7 separate regions of the Mus musculus genome follow, and regions 1, 2, 3, 4, 6 and 7 are each linked to region 5. A link is a contact called in public Hi-C and HiChIP or PLAC-seq data. All regions are on one chromosome and are shown on one strand. Each heading gives the region's core, a stretch centred on a gene start, on an enhancer-like site or on the middle of the called end of the contact. The rest is flanking DNA. Distances are from core to core; before and after follow the strand shown. Region 1 overlaps Robo2 (roundabout guidance receptor 2). Region 2 overlaps Robo2 (roundabout guidance receptor 2). Region 3 has its middle 180 kb from the start of Gm52242. Region 4 overlaps Robo2 (roundabout guidance receptor 2). Region 5 holds the start of Robo2 (roundabout guidance receptor 2). Region 6 overlaps Robo2 (roundabout guidance receptor 2). Region 7 overlaps Robo2 (roundabout guidance receptor 2).

Region 1 (2,700 bases), core at 201-2,700, 290 kb before region 5:
AGTAACTCTAATATGCCTTCCTATATTTGTGGCTACTGATATGCTCAGTAAGGTAAGGCAGAGGAGTCACTGAGGATCCCTCCCATAGCATGGGAGGAATCACCCCTCCCATGGCGGTCTACTTACACCCTCCACTTTGTATCTCCTTTGCTCTCAACAGGTTTCCTCTTTTTCTTTCCTTACTTTAGTTGCTAATTAGTTTGTTTTTGGTTTTATGTACTTTTGTCTGTAGAGAGAGTTATGCTCTATAGCCCAGGCATCCTCAGAGCCTTAGGTCCTCCTGTGTCACTTTCCCAAGTGGTGGTTTGATAGGTATAAGTCACTATACCTGGATTTTCATCACATTTAACATCTTGACTCCACATATGAAAAACATATATGGTACGTGACTTTCTGTATCTGGCTTATTTTCCCAACTGATGATTTTTCCTTCCCTCAAATGACCTCACTTTGTCCAACTCTAAGGATGAATAGACCCTATTGTATGTCAGTGCCACATTTAGTTTCACCATACATCTGTTCTTGGCAAAATTTGTTTAATCTATAATTTGGCTGTAGTGAATCGGCTCATAACAAACATAGAGCTAAAGGTAAAACAAACAAAAACCTTATTCTTTTTTATATATGTACATTTGGAACCATAGTTTATCTTATGTTTAACAATAAAAATAAAGATATGATTTTCTGAAATAATAGGGTAAGTAGAAATTGTATCATATATATGTATATATGTATATATATATATATATATATATATATATATATGTATGTATATATGTATATATATGCTTAGTAAGTAAAAAAGAATTAAACTTAGGCTTTAGTTCTTAATAACAATGAGGAAATAATTTGGTTGGCATTTTTGCCTGAATACAGTATGATTCATTTCAGGAAGAGATGTCATTTAAGTTAAAAAACTTCAGGCAAGTAGAATTGTATTAATTGGATGACAGAAATGGCTTATTGTTATGTGAAAAATTGGCGACTTTGGTATTCAAAGGCAAGGTATGTCTGCAGATGTTAAGGTAGATTATTGATGGCTATCTCTGAAGGAACTAACTGCCCTATGGGAGGTGGTACAGTGAAAGAGTTGTAAGCGTATAGATCATTTAACTTCAGTAAGACAAACACAATTAAGCTGTGGGCTTTTCCAAGGACATGCAGGAGGAACGTGTAGCTAGCAACAGGGGAACAGGGGAAGATTCTGCTGGGAATTGATACAAGTGCTCCAGAGCCTGAGCAGGTGGGCTCCTTTAATACAGACTTAATGGCTTAACTCTGATGCAAATCACGAGGAATTTAGCTTGTGCAAAACTATTACAAAACAGAAGTTAAATTATGTCTATTATATTGTTTGTCTTATACATTAGCATAGATAACACAATCTGCTGTCAGTGGCTGTAGGAAAGAGTCTCTGGGGGGAAGAACTGCATCAGTAAAGCTCCTTTCAAAGGGATGCTAAGGAGCCTTTTAGCTCCTTGGAGATGTCAGCTACAGCTGGTGGTTTAGTCCTTCAGGACACCTACCACTAAGTGATCTTAGCTATGACTGAACTGACCAAGAAAGTCAGTGCTGCCACAGATTTTGTTTCTTTGTTTTGTTATTATTATCATTGTTTGCTTTGAGATGGGATCTCGCTATGTGACAGGGCTGGTCTCAGATTTAGAGAGATCCTCCTATCTCTGCTTTCCAAGTACCAGCATTCTTTAACGCATGCGCCACTATGGACTACCATTGTAGTATCGCCAGTTGTGCATGGTACAAGACTTCATGGATATGAGTCCCGAGAAGCTGCAGGAAACAGGTAGAGCTACTTTTCAGTCAATGCTGCATTGTAGATAAATGCTTGGAAGTGCATTTCCTGCAAATATGCATTCCTACTCAGGCCTCCAAATGCAAGCCTTAATCTAGGCTTCTAGGTTGACCAAGGAAGGAGGGTTGCAAATCCTGCCAGCCTGGGTTATGGATTGAGTTAAAAAAAAATGGACCTGAGGAACTTAGTCAGACTGTCTCACCCATCACGCAAAATCTCAAAAACACTAGAAGTAATTAATATGTTAACAATAAAATATTCAACTTACTGCAGTATGTATTAATATTTTAAACAATAAAATATTCAACTTACTGCAGTGCGTGTTTTAAAATATTAGGTCAAACACATAAAAGTAATAACAATAAATAAATTGAGTGTTAGGACAAACAGAAAATCTCCACACTTAAAGGCTTCATAGTTCTGATGATACCAGAAAGTGCATAGATTCTATATGCATGGATAGATGAAAATTCTTCTATGGAATACAATAGACCCTGAAAAGCTAACAGCACCTTAATAAAAACAAGTTGCTTAGAGTGTAACCTACTGCATTTTAGGCACAGAGTCCTTTTTAAGCATAATGTATTTCTTCTGAAAAATCACTCCCTTCTCTTTGTTAAAACTGTTCTGGTCCGTCCAGTTCTGTAGTACACTCTTCATTCCAACCCAGATTTCTAGACTTCTATGTTTCCTACAAGGCACTTCTTAATAGAAAGAGTTATCAGTTTATCCACATATATCTCCCAGCATTCCCAGCTTCTTCGGTGTAAGGCAGCTGCAGGGTCAATCCTGGGAAGAGGGGGTGAGAGTGCCAAGTGGAGATTTAGACAGGGACAAAGAAGGATGGATGAGCCTCTTCTAGTCATTGGATAAACCGTAGTTGTGAA
Region 2 (2,700 bases), core at 64-2,563, 410 kb before region 5:
TGAGAATTGTGGATGAAGGTGTTATGTCATAATTTCAAAAGCAATTTGTTCTTGTTTGGCAATTTACATAGTGTGACTTACACAGCTGAAGTTATTTCAGTGTTAGAAGTAATACATGATTGCATTGCTTCCTTAAATTACTCTCTGCAAAGATAACGTTTCTCATGAACACTATTGAAATTTGTAAGACATAAACAATACTTTTTATGTAAGCTATCAATATTTTAAAAAGTGAAAAAAGCGGGCTTCAGTAATAGTTAATTTAAAAAAAACACTGCCAATAGGAACACATAGCTTTTTAGTGCTATGTACAGAAAACATAGCACTTGCAAGTAAGAGATGACCCCCTTAGGTCACCTGAGTAACAGTTCTTCTGAGGGAGACGGAAGGCTGAGAATCAAAACATAGATCTTGCAAAACACACTCAAGACATCTTTAGGAGATATTTCAAGTGGAAGTGTAAGACCTATGAGATTCCTAATTTTAAAAGTTATTGAAATAGTTAGCATATTAAGTGATGTGTAAATACTAAATCCCAAGCTTGACTGCAACATGAAAGGATTGGAAATATTTGACATCTTAGACTCCAAATCATGTATGTGTTGTAATTATCTCCAAATAGAATTTTTTTGGTCTTTTGATTGTTTGTTAAATTCAAGAAAAAATTATTTGGTCATCCAATAATTAAAATTTACTCTAACATATAAGCAGAACTAGCTAATGTGTGGATAAGTCCATAAGGATTTTTGTTTAAAATGGAGGCTTTTTTCATTCTTCTTCAAAAGTTTTGTGTGTGTGTGTGTGTGTGTGTGTGTGTGTGTATGTATGTTGTTTTTTTGCATGTATGGTACTTCTTCGAGTATGTACAGTGACCATGGATGCCAGAAATGGATGTGGGATCAGCATGAATTGTAATTACAGATGGTTATGAGTCGCCATGTGTATGCTGCAAGAGCAGCAAGTGCTCTGAACTACTGAGACATTTCTCAAGCACTGTTTCTTTAAAATTAAATCATTTAATATGGGTGTTTGTGCAATAACATGTAATTCTCAATTACTTATAAATAGTTGCATTAACACGTTCTATCAAAATGTTGAAAACATTGTGTGTGTGTGCATGTGTGTGTGTGTGTGTGTGTGTGTGTGTGTGTGTGTGTGTGTGACTAAATTGGTAAATGATTAAAGATTTCTGTGAAGTTATATAGGGTGTTTGTAATTCATGATTTCCAAAAGTTTCACCTGATCCACTCAGCTTTTCCTACTATAACTGAGGCAATCAGCAGCTAGCATATGGTACATAAGACACAAAACGGAAGAGAGCTCAACTTCACAGGCGAGGCAGCTGGTAGATTTGACAGTTCTTTTCCAAATTGCTCATCGTGTTTTGAATTATTGCTAAGAAAAAAAATGTGTTGCCCATCTCCAAAATAGATGTTCATTTTTATTTTTATGCTGGAGAAAGACTTCTAATGGGAAAATAAACCAGATGGTTATAGGAAAGGAGGTAGGTTTCCTATTGAGATCATTTTCATATTGTCAGAAGACATTTCCAAGTAAACAAATAAATACTTCACTATTCATAGCCAGCTTTGCCCTCAGATGCACTTTTGCTCTCCGTATGAGTCTTGCCTTAGGAACAGTGTCAAAAATAAGGCAGAATGGTTTGGTGAATTCATTATCAAAGAAACATTGATCTAGATTTTGTGCTAACCCCAAATATAACAGATAAGAGGACTCATTCTGAGGCATTGGCGACATTCCAAATGACTAAGTGTAATATGGTAAATCTTTTTCTCTAGTGAGAAGTGTGCAATTGATGAAATTCAAAATACTTTCTACAACCCATATCTAATCAAACTTATATAGAATCTCAAAATGCAGCAATGCATGCGTACAATTCCAATTGTGATTTGCATGGTGAAATAATCTTGTTGTCACTTTAAAACTCAATTGGCTCTCCTAAGTCATCTTTGGACAGATTCTCACTCGTAAGTTCTCAATGATTCCAAATTGGGCTTCCCTGAAGAACACAAAGAAGCTTCATTTGGAATAACAGAGTGATTGTTTTCTGAAGTCTTACGTGTGTCTGAATTTGAAGTTGATTCTTACTTTCCCTTAAAATCCTTTATTAGAAGAATCCAGGCACTTTTCTCTAGACTATGTGTTTATTTGAAAATATATTCCCCTATTTGTATTAGAATTAGAACATAATTTTCTCCTCTCTGTATGATATTTGTTTTAGAATACTCTTTATGCAATCTCTAAGATCCTCAAAGTTGTGAAATACTTGTTTTGGACTCCATTAACACATTTGAATAATAATGAGTTTTCAATGATGCATGTAATTCATTATTTCAGTTGTTGTGTGCCTTTGAGCATTATTCTAAAAGTTTGAATGTCTATATTTAATATATTGAAAGCCATTGTAAGAGCTAATGCAGTGTCGTGGCAGTCTAATCTCATCATTGTGAGCCTTTTCTTTACTAATCCAATGAAAATGTATCTAACTTTCAATTTCCCAAGTTCATAGCAGTTGTCACATTTGAAGTATAGCTCTTCATACTTCTGAGCACTGCCGTAAGTCACTCAAGACAGATTTATGAAATGACAGACTTTCTCAGATAAAGTATAATGTGTCAAAAAGCTATTCTTTATTTCCAGTCCAATGGGAATTTAAGAAATTGTTTCAAACAAGGATAA
Region 3 (2,700 bases), core at 57-2,556, 380 kb after region 5:
GCCTTACTCCTGTTCCCAATCCATCTTTATCTTTTTAAAAATTCTCCTTGCTTTTCTTGCTGGTTTACTGTTTTTGATAAAGGGTGTCCGTGTATTTTTGGCTGGCTTGAATCCCACTATGTAGACAAGGATGAATGTAAACACCTGATCTTGCACCCAACTTCCAAACCCTGGGATTATGGTTGTGGCCATTATCATTGGTTTATGCCTTGTTGATAGTGGATGCCTCAGCTTCAACCTACTAGACAAACACTATCCTAACCAAGCTACACTCACTGTCCTCTTATTCATTACTAGAAGATGAACATTCTGGTCTTTCAGATAGCCTATGCTATAACCACACACACACACACACACACACACACACACACACACACACACACACACTCACACACTTAACCAAACACAGAAATTCCAGAACTGATAATTCCTGCGGTCCTCAGTCCTCTAGTTATACTTTTTTTTTTCCTATTCACAGAGGAGCACTGAAGTACAAATATAAATAGATTCTGAAAGCAGATATACTTGTTGCCTACATTCTACTGTCATTTCTGAGTACTGTAACATCAGCATATGACGGATTACATTTAATCTATAGCCTCCTCGAGAATGAAACAAGAAAACTGTCAGTACACATTCTGTTAGGTTGCCATGATGATAGACTAAGAACATGCATGTACTAGTTTAGCCTATGTTCCTATCTACCACCAATTTTTTAAAGAACTATGGAAAAATTATAGCCAGAAAACAATTGACTTTATATTATCTCCTTTCCTGTGTTGAGCAAATACTTGAAATACACGTAATAATGAGAGTGTAAGGTTTAATGTAAAGCCCCAGGCTTTATTCCAGTTGTCTGTTCTAACTGTACAGAAGTTGATTGAACTGGGTATACTTGGGGTCTTGTTCATTTTGCTTTGTGATATTTATATTTGCATGAGTATTTTTTTAAATGATAAAGTTTGTAACATTAAAAATTAAACAAATTACCATGGGAACAGTAATAAAGTTTAGTCTAATACCTGAGACTATTAAGCATTCAATTACTGCTAGCCTATATTGTTAACTGCCTCAGCATCTCTCGTCCACATGAGACCGCTCTGTCCAGCTGTGGATACAGTTTAATGGGATGCATGGATTTACTTCCAAAACAATGTCAGCTCGTGAGTGTCAAGTGGAGAGAAACAGGACTCTATTATACTTGTGGGGTAGGATGGGTGGAAATGGATTACGTGGCCACAACAAGTATTAATTATGGCAAGGCTTCAGTTACTCCTGAGGGGAGGTCAGCACACGTGGGAATATGGGTTAGTGATCAGGGGAAGATGGAAACACATTTATGCAGCTGGTGACACTTTGTGGGTGGCTATAGTTATAATATATGGAGAGTCAGGCTAGTGGATGGGAGGGGTGTTTCAGGGAGGGAGCCAGGACAATATAGGCTATAAGCAAATGTTCTAAGAAAAGTCAGGGGTGATTAAGGGGAGGAGGACTCAGACACATGGAAATCTAATTTTAATGCCAAACTTTTTTGTTTATGTTGATTTTATAACTTCTCTTGAATTCAATGGAATGTTTGCCATGCAAGGACTTGATTTCCAAGTGTGGGTAATTCCAGCTACTGAGGGGGTTTTCCTGCTTAAGCTAAAGGAATGTGTTTGTGGTTTCTGTAGCCCTGGGAAGCAGAGGTTACAGCTTCAATAATGTGGATGGCAGCTGCCATTATTGACCTTAATGGAAAAGAACAGAGGAAAAGTGTTGTTAGCCAAAGATAAGGTGAGTGGTGTCACATGTAGTTTTTAATATTTAATGAATCTATATGGGGACAATCCATTATGTGACAATTTAATTATATGACAAAAAGTTTGATAAATAATATTGTGGTAGGACATCTAATTCATTATTTAACAAAGAAATCAATACTTTATAAATCACAGCTCTCCACAGATGTTTGTCCCCCACCCCCCAAGTGTGTAAAAACCGTATTCAGAATCCTTATGTAATTTATTTTCCAGTCAGGACAAGTTTGAATGGAAGTTTAATTGGGCCCTGGACAGCCATAAATTCTATTTACCTTGTTTTTAACCATTAAATGGAAAGGCTTTCATTACAAGTACTTTTCAGGGGTCCTGTACTGAATGCAGAGAACATTTTTTGTAAGATTTGTTTTAAGAGCTGGAGGAAGGAGTGGCCGTAAATTATGCATCAAGGTATAACAAAGCACTCGAGTCACACAAAGCATCATAACACACTTTCCTTCCCTATGTTGAACTCCAGGGTGCTAAGATGATATTTTTGTAGTTTACTATTTCTTGCCCCTCTTATACATGTAACTGTTGGGCAGGCTGCACATTTCTTTATGCAGGCTCTTTGAGCAGGCTTATTTCATTATTTCTACATTACATAAACATAGGAGAAGACAATTTCTTCCTAATTTAAATATTTGAAATCTTGGTGATATTCTTCTAGTATGTAACATAAATACAAGTAGAATGTCATAGTATTATCTATTTTCATATACTATGCTGTGACTTTATTTATAATTTAATCGAGGGCCTGTTTTTTTTTGGGGGGTGGAATTGCTACATTGTTACTTAAACTTCTAATTATAAGTATTTATCATATAGAATCCAACAACAGTGTAAATATTTTAATCAAAGAGCCCGGATACTGATATAGTTAAGCTAAAGTCGTAATTTT
Region 4 (2,700 bases), core at 61-2,560, 270 kb before region 5:
GTCACAATGTCTTATATTCTTCAGTAATACATGTTTCAGCTACCTACACATGCACTGTATCTAGGCTAGGGGTGTTCTCTTGAGTGTCTGAATTTATTCAACAAATCTCTTCCCTCTGAGGGACTTTATATCTATACAGGACTATTTTAACAACACGTAGTTTAAATCTACTGCTTTTTCTTAAAGAGTTTTCTTGGTCTCAGATAATTAAAGTTCTTTGGTTTTTTTCGTCCTCTGCCTTTTTCTAAAGACTTTTCATATATATTTTCCATAATTCAAATGCAGTAAAATTAAGTCCATGGATTCAATGCAAGGTGGTGAATTAACATAGGAATAAATCAGATGGAACCTGAAGTGACATCAAGAGAATAAAAAGCAGAGCCTGCAATCCTCCAACCTAGGACATGTGTCCTCAGTGCCTATGTATATGCTATTCCAGGTAGACATGGAAAAACTTGTAGCTCTTTCAGTATATATATGCACAGGACCAACAAGCACCTGTTCGGGAAACAGAAGACTATTCTTGTCACTGCCCCATGAGAGATCATTCTTTTGGGAGTGTTCCCATGGGGCCATGCAGACAACAACATCCTCAAAAAAAATTCTAACAGTAAATAAAGTAATGAGTTTCTTTGGGCTGTTTCTTCTAATGATCCTCAATGTGCCCCAAGGGTGTGCTTCCCAAGTCGAGTTCTGTAAAAACAACTCAGGGCAAGCAGTTACATGTGAAGTGGTAGTAGGCACAGCCAGTAATTAATGGTATTCATTTACACATTTAGAGTATGATCCACAAAGAGATTTTATAATACCTAGAGAAAAAGGCCCTAACTTCTGAGTAGAAGTAATCATACTTGATTCTTTTACAGGTTCTTTGAATAAAGAGATATTTTAAAAGCACACCACAGAATTCAACATCAAAGATCATCTGTCTATTTATGATTTTGTTTCAGAAATGTCATTATTTATTCAGATAAGATGAATGTGCATGAAAATAAATGTGCTATTATGCTAGCCATATTTCTGTGACTGAAACCAATAGCTGGATGATCAACTTATAGAGAGAGGAAGTTTGGGTAGGCACACAGTCTGAAAGTTTTAGACCAAAATTGGTTGTCATATTGCTCTTGGTCTTATAGTGAAGAACTACATGGTGGTGGCATAAAATGGGACAAATTTATGACCTAATAGCTGTGGTGAAAAACAGTAAATGAATAGCAGGATTCCACAGCCACCTTTGGAGGCTTTAACCACAATAACTGAAGGATGGAGCCCTCATGGGAAACTGTGTCTTAATTTTGTCCTCCTGATCCCAAGAGCACTAAGTATGGGACTAAGCCTCTAGGAAGTAGGTTTTCAGGACACAGTCTCAGTCTTAGTCACAGTACCTGTGCTATGTCTGGTTTTCATGCATCTTCAATCTCACTCAGTCACTCCTTCTCTTCTGCCATTTTTTTAAAGTAGGAAGTATTATTTACATCTTTAATACCATTACCATAGATGTCTGTGTATATACTCTGCAGGACTATGACATCTGAGGCGGTTGATGGCCAGAGGATATTCTTAGAGGAGAGACTGCAAGTTTTTAAGTATGATCGAAGTCCAGGGATCATAAAAGTTATTTCTTTTTTTTTTCTAGCAGCAACAAAATAGAATATTGATAAGGCTCTGTGACAAGCTTGAGCCAGTTATGATTTGTTTCTTCATTAGAGTATTTAAACAAACCACTCTGAAAAGAAGTCTACTCTGAGAGTTAACGAAACAAAAGCAATGATCTAGATTAATAGGTCTCTTGAGATAAATAGAAACTACTTAAAGAATTTTTGTGAGGAATCATATGCAAATCGATTCAGGCAAGCAAATTCATCTTAGACATTTTCCTCATCTAGCTGTATGGCCACCTTCACAAAGAAAGCACATTCCCCACACAGAACGCCTAGACTAGAGGACCCCGAAAATGTCAGCCACAGAAAGATACATACCCGATGGAGCTTTGATGGCTGGTGCTCCAACAACATGGAGGATAATCTCTCAAATAAGTTATAGGCAAAAATCAAGACTATTAAAGGCAGATGTAAGAGTTTTCAGCAATTCTGGTAATTCTCAGCCTTGACCACTCTTCTGTTTCCCCATAAAAATAGTGTAAGCCCTGAGGAGATGGGCCAATGAATTAAGCAGATGCCTTGCAAGGCGGATCACTACAGGCAGGACATGTGGGCTTCAAAGGAAGCTGGGTTGCTAGCTTCCAAGCTCTGGATTCAAATCAGCGGCCCTATCTCGATGTATAAAGTGGGGAGTGCTTGAGAAAGATGCTTAACTCTGGCCTACACAATCATACAGAGGCACACATGTCCCTATAATTGCAGATATTTGGGGATGCATCTGCATGAGAACAAATATACGCATGTACACCACAGACATGCAAAATGAAAGAATACCATTTTATATATATATATATATATATATATATATATATATATATGTTAGTCAACATGAGTGAGGTTTTAATAAATTAGGTCTACCATAAGTTTCTTAGCATATTTCTGCTATTAGTGTATATTTTCGTTCTCTCAGCTGTGTAGTATGTGTCTTTTGTAGATGCTGCTACTCTGCTATTGAGAGTCATGATTCTCATCAGCCAACACTTCTCTTCTTTGCATGTAACCTACCATCAGATACTCACAGAATTCATAAAGTTTAATC
Region 5 (2,700 bases), core at 12-2,511:
AATACCAAAGAGAGAGAGTAGTCACAACCATTCGGGGTTCTCTCTTAGCATTGTTTTTTAATAGTTACTCTTCTAAGCTGGGAGCCCATCACTTACTGCTAAACGCCTCAATTAATGAATCACAATAACAGTAACAATAAGGTGTTCCACTAGCATCAGGTTAGAAACAAAAGGCATAGAACCTCTAGCCCTGAAGAGCTTGTGCCTCGCCAAACATACTCCCAACTACACTGTCATTTTCTTTAGAAGGCACAACAATCTCAGAGAAAAAGGGGTGCTTTAACTCACCATCAATCTGAATGCAGAGAAATCCAAAGAGCAATAATAGTGTAAACATCAGAGGATTCATTTTGACATATGAAAAAGGATCCAGGTTGTTTAAGAAACCAATCCCAGAGAGCAGAAGTACAAAAATAAGTATCAAAAAAAGAGGTAGGTCCGAAGTTTAGACTTTCCTAGAGATTAATTAAGGTCAAGAAGAGCAAAATGGCAACATCGGAAGCTGTTGGTGAAGAGGTCTGTCACGGGACGCGTTAGGTGCCATCCGAATGAACCCAGGGGACTTCAGAGACGTTGCACTTCCACAGGCTGTCTTTCTAAATTCCCACAAATTCAGCCCAGCTGGCGGGACTATTCACGTGCGTCTAGCCCTGTCTCCTTAGACTCCATTGCAATCCAAACACAACTTCTTTCTTCGGAAGTCAAGAAGATGATGGGGGTACAAAAAAGACCTAATTCCTAGAAAGTGTTCCACAAACTTGCCAAAGCGCTGCGAAGCAACCATTGACCTGCCCACCGGGTTTTTCTCCCCTTGGTTTCCTCCGTAGCAGCACCACTTCGCGGAGTTTTGTTTTGTGTGGTTCTGTTTTCACTTAACTTCCATCCTAAGGATGTGTCAAAGCAGCACTTTGTGAGCCGGCCCTCTCCTCCGCAGCCTGGTCGCCTCCCTCGGAGTCTCTGGTTTCCAAAAGGAAGGAAAAGGGGAAGGCAGGACGGCTTGGGTGGAGAATGGGAACTCCTACGTGGTGAGGGAGCGAGGAGGAGGGCGAGGAGAAGAAGCAAGGGAAGAGGGAGGGGCTGAGCTGAGGCCGCGGCCACCCGGGAGGGGCCGCCCCGGAGAGATCTAGCGTCCAGCTGCTGCTGGCGAGCACCGCCAGATCTAGGAGCTCCGGACCTGGGAGCCCTGAGGATGCTCACGCGTGGTCCAGCCTCCGGGAGTAGTGCTGCCTCCAGCCTCTTTCGGGACAGTCACCGCTTCAGAGGCGGAGGCTGCGCTGCGACCGCCTCCTCCAGCAGCTGCTGGGGGCTGGAAGGACTTGGAGGAGGGAAGGCGAGGAAGCAGGAGAGGAGGGGAGGAAAGAGCTGCTCCCAGTATATCCCCGGGAGGGGTTGAAGGATGGAGGGGTGTACGCGGATCTCCACCTCCACCCGATCACTGTCCCGTGCAGGGGGAGACAGCCCTCCCCGGGGTCCGCGGAGCAAGGGTAACCAGGCAAGCGAATAAGTCTTGGGGGGACAGAAATAAACCAATGTGGAACCGCTGCGGGCTCGCTAGGACTGCCATCAACTCTTTCCCATTCTGGGAGCCTCCTGGGCGTCCCCCTCCCTCCCTCCTCTGGAGGGGTGAGGTGGGCTTCCAGCCTCCTGCTCTTCACGCGGCCCGTTTAATGGGCAGGTAATTTTCTCGGTGAGTGATTTCATGGAAGCCCTTCCTAATTATTCATCGCTCCGTCTGCTGGAGCTGCACAAGAGCTTTTCTAGAAAAAAAAAATGATCTTCCAGGACCCCGGGCACAGCCTCATTACCTGTTAAAATCACCACACACACACACACACACACACACACACACACACACACACACACATACACACACACACACACACACACACAGAGTTCACCTTTTACCAGAAAGAAGCTGGCCAACAGGGAGAGCAGGGGAGTGAAAGAAGTATCTATTGGAGTAGAAAGGTTTTGTGTACATACACCCTCTGTGGTTGTAAGTGAACTTGCCCACCCCCCACCGCACCACACACAAAACCAACTATGTGGATGTAGGGGAGGGGTATCTCTAATCTCGGCCAGCTTGTTTTAGCCAAGATCTATGGCTAACTACGGAATCCCCAAGAGAAAATAGGGGGAGGACTGGCATCGGGCTAATGTTGCTCAGTTGCCTCCTGACCTCTCAACACTCACGGACTATAATTCGGGACCTTGTGATAAATGAGTCCTGCAGAAGACTCTGGGAATGGAGGAGGTCGAGGATCAAAAGACTTGAGGAAGTGGTTTTCTAGAGCCTTCGCTCTTTTTAGGACCTCTAAAAGAGAATTAGGAAAAGCAGCCTCTGATTTAGGAACGCTGATAACCCAACTAGGCTAACATGAGCTGGAGCGGAATTTCTGCCCAAGCACGATAAAAGGGAATACAGTCCAAGCAAAAACTACCGAATAGATGCTATTAGGGCTGGGCACAGTTAGAGAAGGCCACTTTCAATCCGATTCCTGCCACTGTCTAAGGTGCCCTGACATGGCCGTTGTGGCCGGACCCACGTGTGATCAAAAGCTTTGCTTGGTAGCTGTTTGATGCTTGTTCAGGTGATTATAAAAGCGCCTGACAGGAACTCACGCAGGTCCCTGAGCCAAGCAAGCCTCTGCTTGGCGAGTCTTTAGTTCCCCCTACTGGAAAATATTAGGAAAGAAACGA
Region 6 (2,700 bases), core at 158-2,657, 320 kb before region 5:
GAAGTATCTTCAAATGGACATTTATGCTTGACATGCCTATGGAAGGAGTCTCTTCAATACTGTCAACCCATCTTTCAACATCACACTGCCATGTGGGTCCCCCTCAAAAGAAGTTTCTGAATTTTGATTAGGATATTTTCTTTGTTAAGGAATTAATCTAATGTTACCATGGATACAAGAAAGAAAACAACAGCAACAAAACAAATATTCTTCATTATGCACATTCCCTCCACCCCAGAAATTACTTAGTACAAAAACCAATGTAACTCATCATTTCGAGGATTGAGAAGAATAATTTTCCTAACTATGCATTAATGTTGTCAGCATTTATTATCATTTTATTTTAGTTATGTTGTTTTCATTGCCCTTAATCCTCCCTATTCATTACATTCTTTTTATTTTAGGTTTAAGTCATAAATTCAGTGTCCCTTAAACAAAGTGAAGATGCCAAAGAAATGAATTCGTTCTTCCAACTGCCTCAACTGACCTCAGCCTGAATATGTACCTCGCAAGCTCATTACACTTGCTTCCCTCCTGGTGAACAGCAGTGGGCTATGCATGGAGCTAAGCACCAGCAAGTGATATTCAAGTTTACATTTTTTTCTGTTATTGAGAGGGACTATCAAATCCCTTTTGCTCTTTCCCAAACCAAACAGTATCTACCTCTACCTCTACTCTCAATAGCCGGAGCTCTTGACACATCCTGATTAGACTTCTCAGGCCAGGGCACAGGGCAACTAATAATTCTTATTCTTTACCATGGTTCTTCTCTTACACACACACCAGCAAATTAATCGTTTTAAAACACATACATACTTATGCCACCCTTAACACTGCCAGGACAGTGCTCCATGTTGCTTGTGATAATTTTCACTCAAAAGTGGCCCCTCATCTACCTGCTCAGACTGAACTCCCTCCTCTCGGGAGCTGTCAGCAGTTTTGAAGCTTTAGTTTTGTATCCCGTACATCTAAGGCAAAGTTGTCTAAGGCAGAGCTGAACATTCCGTCTTCCCTCCACTCCACCACTGTTTGTTTCTCTAAATCAGCACTTTTAAACATCTGACACTAATTACTGTAATGCAAAACACATGCTGTGAGCATTCCTAGATGGCCTTGGCGCTAACAATTCTCTCTCATTAGAAGATTGCAAATGGGATGACCGGATCTTGATTTTTATCTAGAAAATACAGTCTACGTACCTCTGAGCATGTCCTACTAGATAGGGAGCTCCCTGAAACCAAGGGTGGGGCCCTCATGTCCATGAGCAAACACATCTTCATTGTTCCATTAAATCAGACTGGAAAAGGGGACTCTTTATTTGTACAAACTGGCTATAAAAGGAGCCACATGTAAAAGATTAGCTGAGACCTCAACCCTGTCTGGAAATCTGTTCCCTTTCAGCACATTTCACTGTTCTTCTACTAAACAATGTGAGCTAGTGTGCCTATTTAAAGGGGTGGGGAGGGGGGAGAAATGTGACTGTGAGAATAAAACCAAACAAACACATTGTGAGGTGCAGATGACAAAGACCAAAGATATTTCTTACTCATGGGCCACTGTCTACATCCTGCAACAGTCTCCCTGTGCCTAAATCACCTTCGCCCCTGTTTCTAGCTGGAATCCTCAACTCCACTCAAGCATTTTCCTGCAACATTTTTTCCCTTCTCTGTTGTGTGTTAGATGACTCCCGTAAGCATATTGGCAAGCTTTATGAGCCTCATTTAAGATGAAACCAAATCCATGTTATTGTCCTCCTGTCCCTTTCCAGATAATCTCTCTTTGTTCCCTGGCCTACAGGAAACTAGAAATGCTATTATTGCTTGCTATCTCTAATTTTTCGTTTCTATTTTCTCTTAAACCTTGGGTAATAAAGACTTTCCCCTTTCTACTCCAACAAAATTGCCTTCATAACAGAGTCCAGAGGTCTCCATATTACTGTTTCCAGTGGTCATTTCATATTGGTAGCATCTGATGAACTGGAACTTGAAATATACACTGCTCATGCCCTAAAAATGATACCTTCCTTCTATTTGGCTGCCTACCATTAATGTTTTAAATGTAGTCTTTGCTAGGTTTTCATCATATCAATGATGTAACTTTAGGATGTCTGCTTCCTGTATGTATCATCCTGTGTACTCTTATCAAATATCACAAGCTTAGTACAGATTTCCTAAGATTTCAAGTTAACTTTGTGGAAGCTCATGTCTTCTACCACCTACCTGGTGTCAATAGTGTGAAATATTAAATAAAAGATCCACACTTGACCTAGTCAAAATACCTGATAACTTTCATAGTCTTTAAATGTAGAAGATCATGAATATTTTTTCCAGCTAGACATGAACTTTTGAGTTTTTCTACTCCTTCTTTCTCAATAACTTCACATAAAATGATCCAGTGCAGATGATACTAGTTTTTAAATGTATCAGGTCTAGGCAGGTCTTACAAGATCTCCTGCCTCATGGATCAAGTGAAACCATCTCCATGTCTTGTCACCATGTTGGAAGCACTCACTTCAGTGTAGAACATGTTCTTCACAAATTCCGAATGGATTCACATTGCTAAGTGCATGTGTAGACACATTGGCTGACTTTCACTCAATTTCCTTACTCTCACTCAACTCATCCTATGCCTGAGCCCTGTCCTCATCTGCTTGGAACCATTTATCTTCCTTCTTCCATTGTCCTAGAACACTCTTTTTCC
Region 7 (2,700 bases), core at 123-2,622, 440 kb before region 5:
ATTCCTTCTGCTCTTTCCTCAGTTTGTATTGCAGCATCCTTTTTTTAAATTTTTTATTACATATTTTCCTCAATTACATTTCCAATGCTATCCCAAAAGTCCCCCATACCCTCCCCCCACTCCCCTACCCACCCATTCCCCCCCTTTTTTTTTGGCCCTGGCGTTCCCCTGTACTGGGGCATATAAAGTTTGTGTGTCCAATGGGCCTCTCTTTCCAGTGATGGCCGACTGGGCCATCTTTTGATACATATGCAGCCTGAGTCAAGAGCTCCGGGGTACTGGTTAGTTCATAATGTAACATTCTTACAGAATTTAGAGGTCTATATCTTAACTGTGATTTCATTGTGCTAATTTTAACTAGGATGTAAGTAATTAGGAGCAACATACTGTAATTTTCTTTTATTTCCCTTTTTACATTCTTGACCTAAGCAACAAAGTAAAATGTGAATTGCTTTAGAGCAAAATGGTCCTTTATCTGAATACTATCAACCTTTGCTGATGTATACAGGTCCTAATGTGATATTCACCTACAAGTATTTAGGAGGTTTAACGAAGAAAATTATTTTCAAAGTAAGTGGTTATTAAAGGAATTGAAAACTCAGACCTTGAAAGCCAATGTGTTCTTTGAAATGAAGTGCTCTGTAGATTTCCAAACAGCTGAATGTGTGACATCACAAATAAATCTGACATTCAGATACAACACATGAGTTCTCCTATGAAATATCTGTTACAAGACTTTAGGTCATCAGATATGTGAAATTTCTCAGTTGGAACAAGCCAGATCTCTGTCTCTGTCTTTATCTCTGTCTCCCTCCCTCCCCCTATACCACACACACACACACACACACACACACACACACACACACACACACACAATTCATTAATCCATTAATCTCTGTTGACCTTTTCACTGAGTCTTATATTCTGAGTCAATATTTCATGCCTGGCACAGTTACTCAGGATCATGAAGGTATGTGAGACTGCATCACAAAGGAACTCCTCTCAACCTTGGTCTTTCTCTACCTCGAACTGCAGCTGTACATCCAACAATGACTGCTATCCCCACAGGTATAGCTAACATACAGTCTAAAATTTCTTGACTTAAAAAAAATCGTATATCTCTTCCATTTCACACTCAGTCATTTAATTTACTCCTTCAATCCAGACACCTTAAAAGTGGTCGCATAGGGATGAGATAAAATGTAACTACTTTCAGGTCTTCAAAGTCTTTGTTGTGCTTTCTCTCTCTCTCTGGAGACAGGTTCTTTACCTACATACCCTTCATCATCATGGAAAATTAAGCACACTATGGCGGAGAGAACAAAAGCAGAGTACCATCCCCTCCTCCCTCAACTGTCATCGTGTCAGCCACGCTCCCATCACGTGGCAACTTTATTTGACTTCATTCCTTTACCGCACCCTTTTCTGTGATAATGGCATGCTAGTCACTACCCCTGAACGACATTGTAATTATAATAATATTTTATGGCTGCATGGTGCCTTTCATAGCATAAAAATACTACTTGAATTATATATCTTTCAAAAGCTCTTGCAAATAAATAATTAATCCTTTCTCTAGAACCCTGTGGGGAGTAGATTGTAACAAACAATGAAGGTCCCATTTTCTATTGTACTATTCCTTCTATTACTAGTAGGGAAGGAAAGGATAATATAGCATTCTGTATAAAACCTGCATAGCAGTGACTTCTGTGTCATGACTTCTAAGCACTCCCCTACTCCTGCCTATAGTAAAGGACAGGTTACAGAAAAGGTGGAGATGAAAATTTCCATTCATTTTAATATTCTATTTGATAGTGGTATATTAGTCAGAAGAATCACCTATGCCAAGAAGAAGGACTTATTTATTCTTTTCTGAAATAAATATCGCTTGAAATAACCAAATATTATATATATGCATATATATATATATACACACACACATATATACTGTGTGTATACATAATATAATTATATATATGTTTTTTGTGTGTATATATGTATGTATATACACACACACCTACACAGACACAGGCACACACACACACACACACACACACACACACACACACACACAAAACACAGTAGTGGTTGTTAAGCATCAGTGCTATACAGTATAGATGCCATAGTAACTCAACTCAGGGCTCTGACCTCCTTTTGTCTTTAGATTTAAGCCTGAAAATGTCTCTCTAATAGATTTATGGTCACTAATACTCGTATTCAAAATCCACACTGGGAGATCCACTTTCCTGGGTGGATTGAGGAATGAAACACAAAAACAGAAAAATAATTCTGACAATGATGTCTGGGCATCTATTTTTCAAGGGTTTATTATTTTTTTCTATTGTGTAATAGAGAAGGGGAAAGGTTTTTTTTTTCACTCAGAGATTCTCATTTACTACACACGTACTTAACTATTTGTTTGCTTTACCTAGAAACTAGCTTTAGTACTCTCAAAGCATACATCATAGCAAGGCAGTCTGAAAACCTTTTCTTCCATGGACAAAATTCAGAGTATCATGTACAGTCTGCATTTACACATTTGTTTTGCTCATGCAATGCCCAAGTTTTAAGTTGATACACCCTACTAAAGCCAGCAATTTTTCACAGCTGCCAAAATTACCTTGTGTGCGTACAGGATCCGACATAGGACTTGGATCACTGAGACCTTGTGGGTTGATCGCTCTGACCATAAACAAGTAG

What was found. Hi-C and Micro-C count contacts between places; a contact is called where the count stands out from the background. HiChIP or PLAC-seq counts read pairs in DNA pulled down with a chosen protein or histone mark.
Region 1: a contact with region 5 is called in a Hi-C map of olfactory sensory neurons, with 7 times the contacts expected there. The contact joins the enhancer-like site here to the promoter of Robo2 in region 5. A contact is called at or near these places in 2 of 484 Hi-C or Micro-C datasets (cranial neural crest and olfactory sensory neurons), 4 of 115 datasets of contacts at active chromatin or transcription factors (differentiating embryonic stem cells, embryonic forebrain, embryonic limb bud and 1 more) and 1 of 9 other capture datasets (pancreatic islet).
Region 2: a contact with region 5 is called in a Hi-C map of cortical neurons, with 2.6 times the contacts expected there. The contact joins the enhancer-like site here to the promoter of Robo2 in region 5. A contact is called at or near these places in 4 of 39 promoter capture datasets (cranial neural crest, hippocampal neurons, maxillary cranial neural crest and 1 more), 5 of 484 Hi-C or Micro-C datasets (cerebral cortex, cortical neurons and forebrain) and 6 of 115 datasets of contacts at active chromatin or transcription factors (a beta-TC-6 cell line, embryonic forebrain, embryonic midbrain and 2 more).
Region 3: a contact with region 5 is called in an H3K4me3 HiChIP or PLAC-seq map of embryonic limb bud, with 5 times the contacts expected there. The contact joins the enhancer-like site here to the promoter of Robo2 in region 5. A contact is called at or near these places in 8 of 39 promoter capture datasets (the HPC-7 cell line, cranial neural crest, embryonic stem cells and 4 more), 25 of 484 Hi-C or Micro-C datasets (the AML12 cell line, cardiomyocytes, cerebral cortex and 13 more), 9 of 115 datasets of contacts at active chromatin or transcription factors (differentiating embryonic stem cells, embryonic forebrain, embryonic hindbrain and 6 more) and 1 of 9 other capture datasets (embryonic stem cells).
Region 4: a Hi-C map of olfactory sensory neurons shows a contact between it and region 5, with 4 times the contacts expected there. The contact joins the enhancer-like site here to the promoter of Robo2 in region 5. A contact is called at or near these places in 3 of 484 Hi-C or Micro-C datasets (cerebral cortex, cranial neural crest and olfactory sensory neurons), 4 of 115 datasets of contacts at active chromatin or transcription factors (SST interneurons, differentiating embryonic stem cells, embryonic limb bud and 1 more) and 1 of 9 other capture datasets (pancreatic islet).
Region 6: a contact with region 5 is called in an H3K27ac HiChIP or PLAC-seq map of VIP interneurons, with 4 times the contacts expected there. The contact joins the enhancer-like site here to the promoter of Robo2 in region 5. A contact is called at or near these places in 7 of 39 promoter capture datasets (frontonasal cranial neural crest, hippocampal neurons, liver and 3 more), 8 of 484 Hi-C or Micro-C datasets (cerebral cortex, cranial neural crest and uterus) and 7 of 115 datasets of contacts at active chromatin or transcription factors (VIP interneurons, craniofacial prominence, embryonic basal ganglia and 4 more).
Region 7: a contact with region 5 is called in an H3K4me3 HiChIP or PLAC-seq map of embryonic basal ganglia, with 4 times the contacts expected there. The contact joins the enhancer-like site here to the promoter of Robo2 in region 5. A contact is called at or near these places in 1 of 39 promoter capture datasets (cranial neural crest), 2 of 484 Hi-C or Micro-C datasets (both in uterus) and 9 of 115 datasets of contacts at active chromatin or transcription factors (VIP interneurons, embryonic basal ganglia, embryonic forebrain and 5 more).

The regions. Positions count from the first base shown.
Region 1 is chr16:74,120,796-74,123,495 of GRCm38.p6, forward strand. The region is part of intron 2 of Robo2 (roundabout guidance receptor 2); the gene reads right to left. Among named protein-coding and RNA genes, the nearest start is that of Gm22163, 63 kb to the left of the region's middle. Within about 2 kb of position 1,451, at least 2 of the 459 cell types and tissues checked have an H3K27ac peak or open chromatin away from gene starts, as enhancers often do. A contact at or near this core is called in olfactory sensory neurons, where this site is marked.
Region 2 is chr16:74,004,603-74,007,302 of GRCm38.p6, forward strand. The region is part of intron 6 of Robo2 (roundabout guidance receptor 2); the gene reads right to left. Among named protein-coding and RNA genes, the nearest start is that of Gm22163, 53 kb to the right of the region's middle. Within about 2 kb of position 1,314, at least 6 of the 459 cell types and tissues checked have an H3K27ac peak or open chromatin away from gene starts, as enhancers often do. A contact at or near this core is called in cortical neurons, where this site is marked.
Region 3 is chr16:74,794,440-74,797,139 of GRCm38.p6, forward strand. It overlaps a transcript of Robo2 not described here. Among named protein-coding and RNA genes, the nearest start is that of Gm52242, 180 kb to the left of the region's middle. Within about 2 kb of position 1,307, at least 11 of the 459 cell types and tissues checked have an H3K27ac peak or open chromatin away from gene starts, as enhancers often do. A contact at or near this core is called in embryonic limb bud, neural tube and second pharyngeal arch cranial neural crest, where this site is marked.
Region 4 is chr16:74,139,366-74,142,065 of GRCm38.p6, forward strand. The region is part of intron 2 of Robo2 (roundabout guidance receptor 2); the gene reads right to left. Among named protein-coding and RNA genes, the nearest start is that of Gm22163, 82 kb to the left of the region's middle. Within about 2 kb of position 1,311, at least 4 of the 459 cell types and tissues checked have an H3K27ac peak or open chromatin away from gene starts, as enhancers often do. A contact at or near this core is called in olfactory sensory neurons, where this site is marked.
Region 5 is chr16:74,410,564-74,413,263 of GRCm38.p6, forward strand. Robo2 (roundabout guidance receptor 2) reads right to left here and starts at 1,262. Exons shown (of 28, transcript NM_175549.5): 1 at 289-1,262. The coding sequence starts at 349.
Region 6 is chr16:74,092,289-74,094,988 of GRCm38.p6, forward strand. The region is part of intron 2 of Robo2 (roundabout guidance receptor 2); the gene reads right to left. Among named protein-coding and RNA genes, the nearest start is that of Gm22163, 35 kb to the left of the region's middle. Within about 2 kb of position 1,408, at least 37 of the 459 cell types and tissues checked have an H3K27ac peak or open chromatin away from gene starts, as enhancers often do. A contact at or near this core is called in VIP interneurons, craniofacial prominence, embryonic limb bud and 4 more, where this site is marked.
Region 7 is chr16:73,968,434-73,971,133 of GRCm38.p6, forward strand. Robo2 (roundabout guidance receptor 2) reads right to left here. Exons shown (of 28, transcript NM_175549.5): 12 at 2,621-2,700. Among named protein-coding and RNA genes, the nearest start is that of Gm22163, 89 kb to the right of the region's middle. Within about 2 kb of position 1,373, at least 3 of the 459 cell types and tissues checked have an H3K27ac peak or open chromatin away from gene starts, as enhancers often do. A contact at or near this core is called in embryonic basal ganglia, where this site is marked.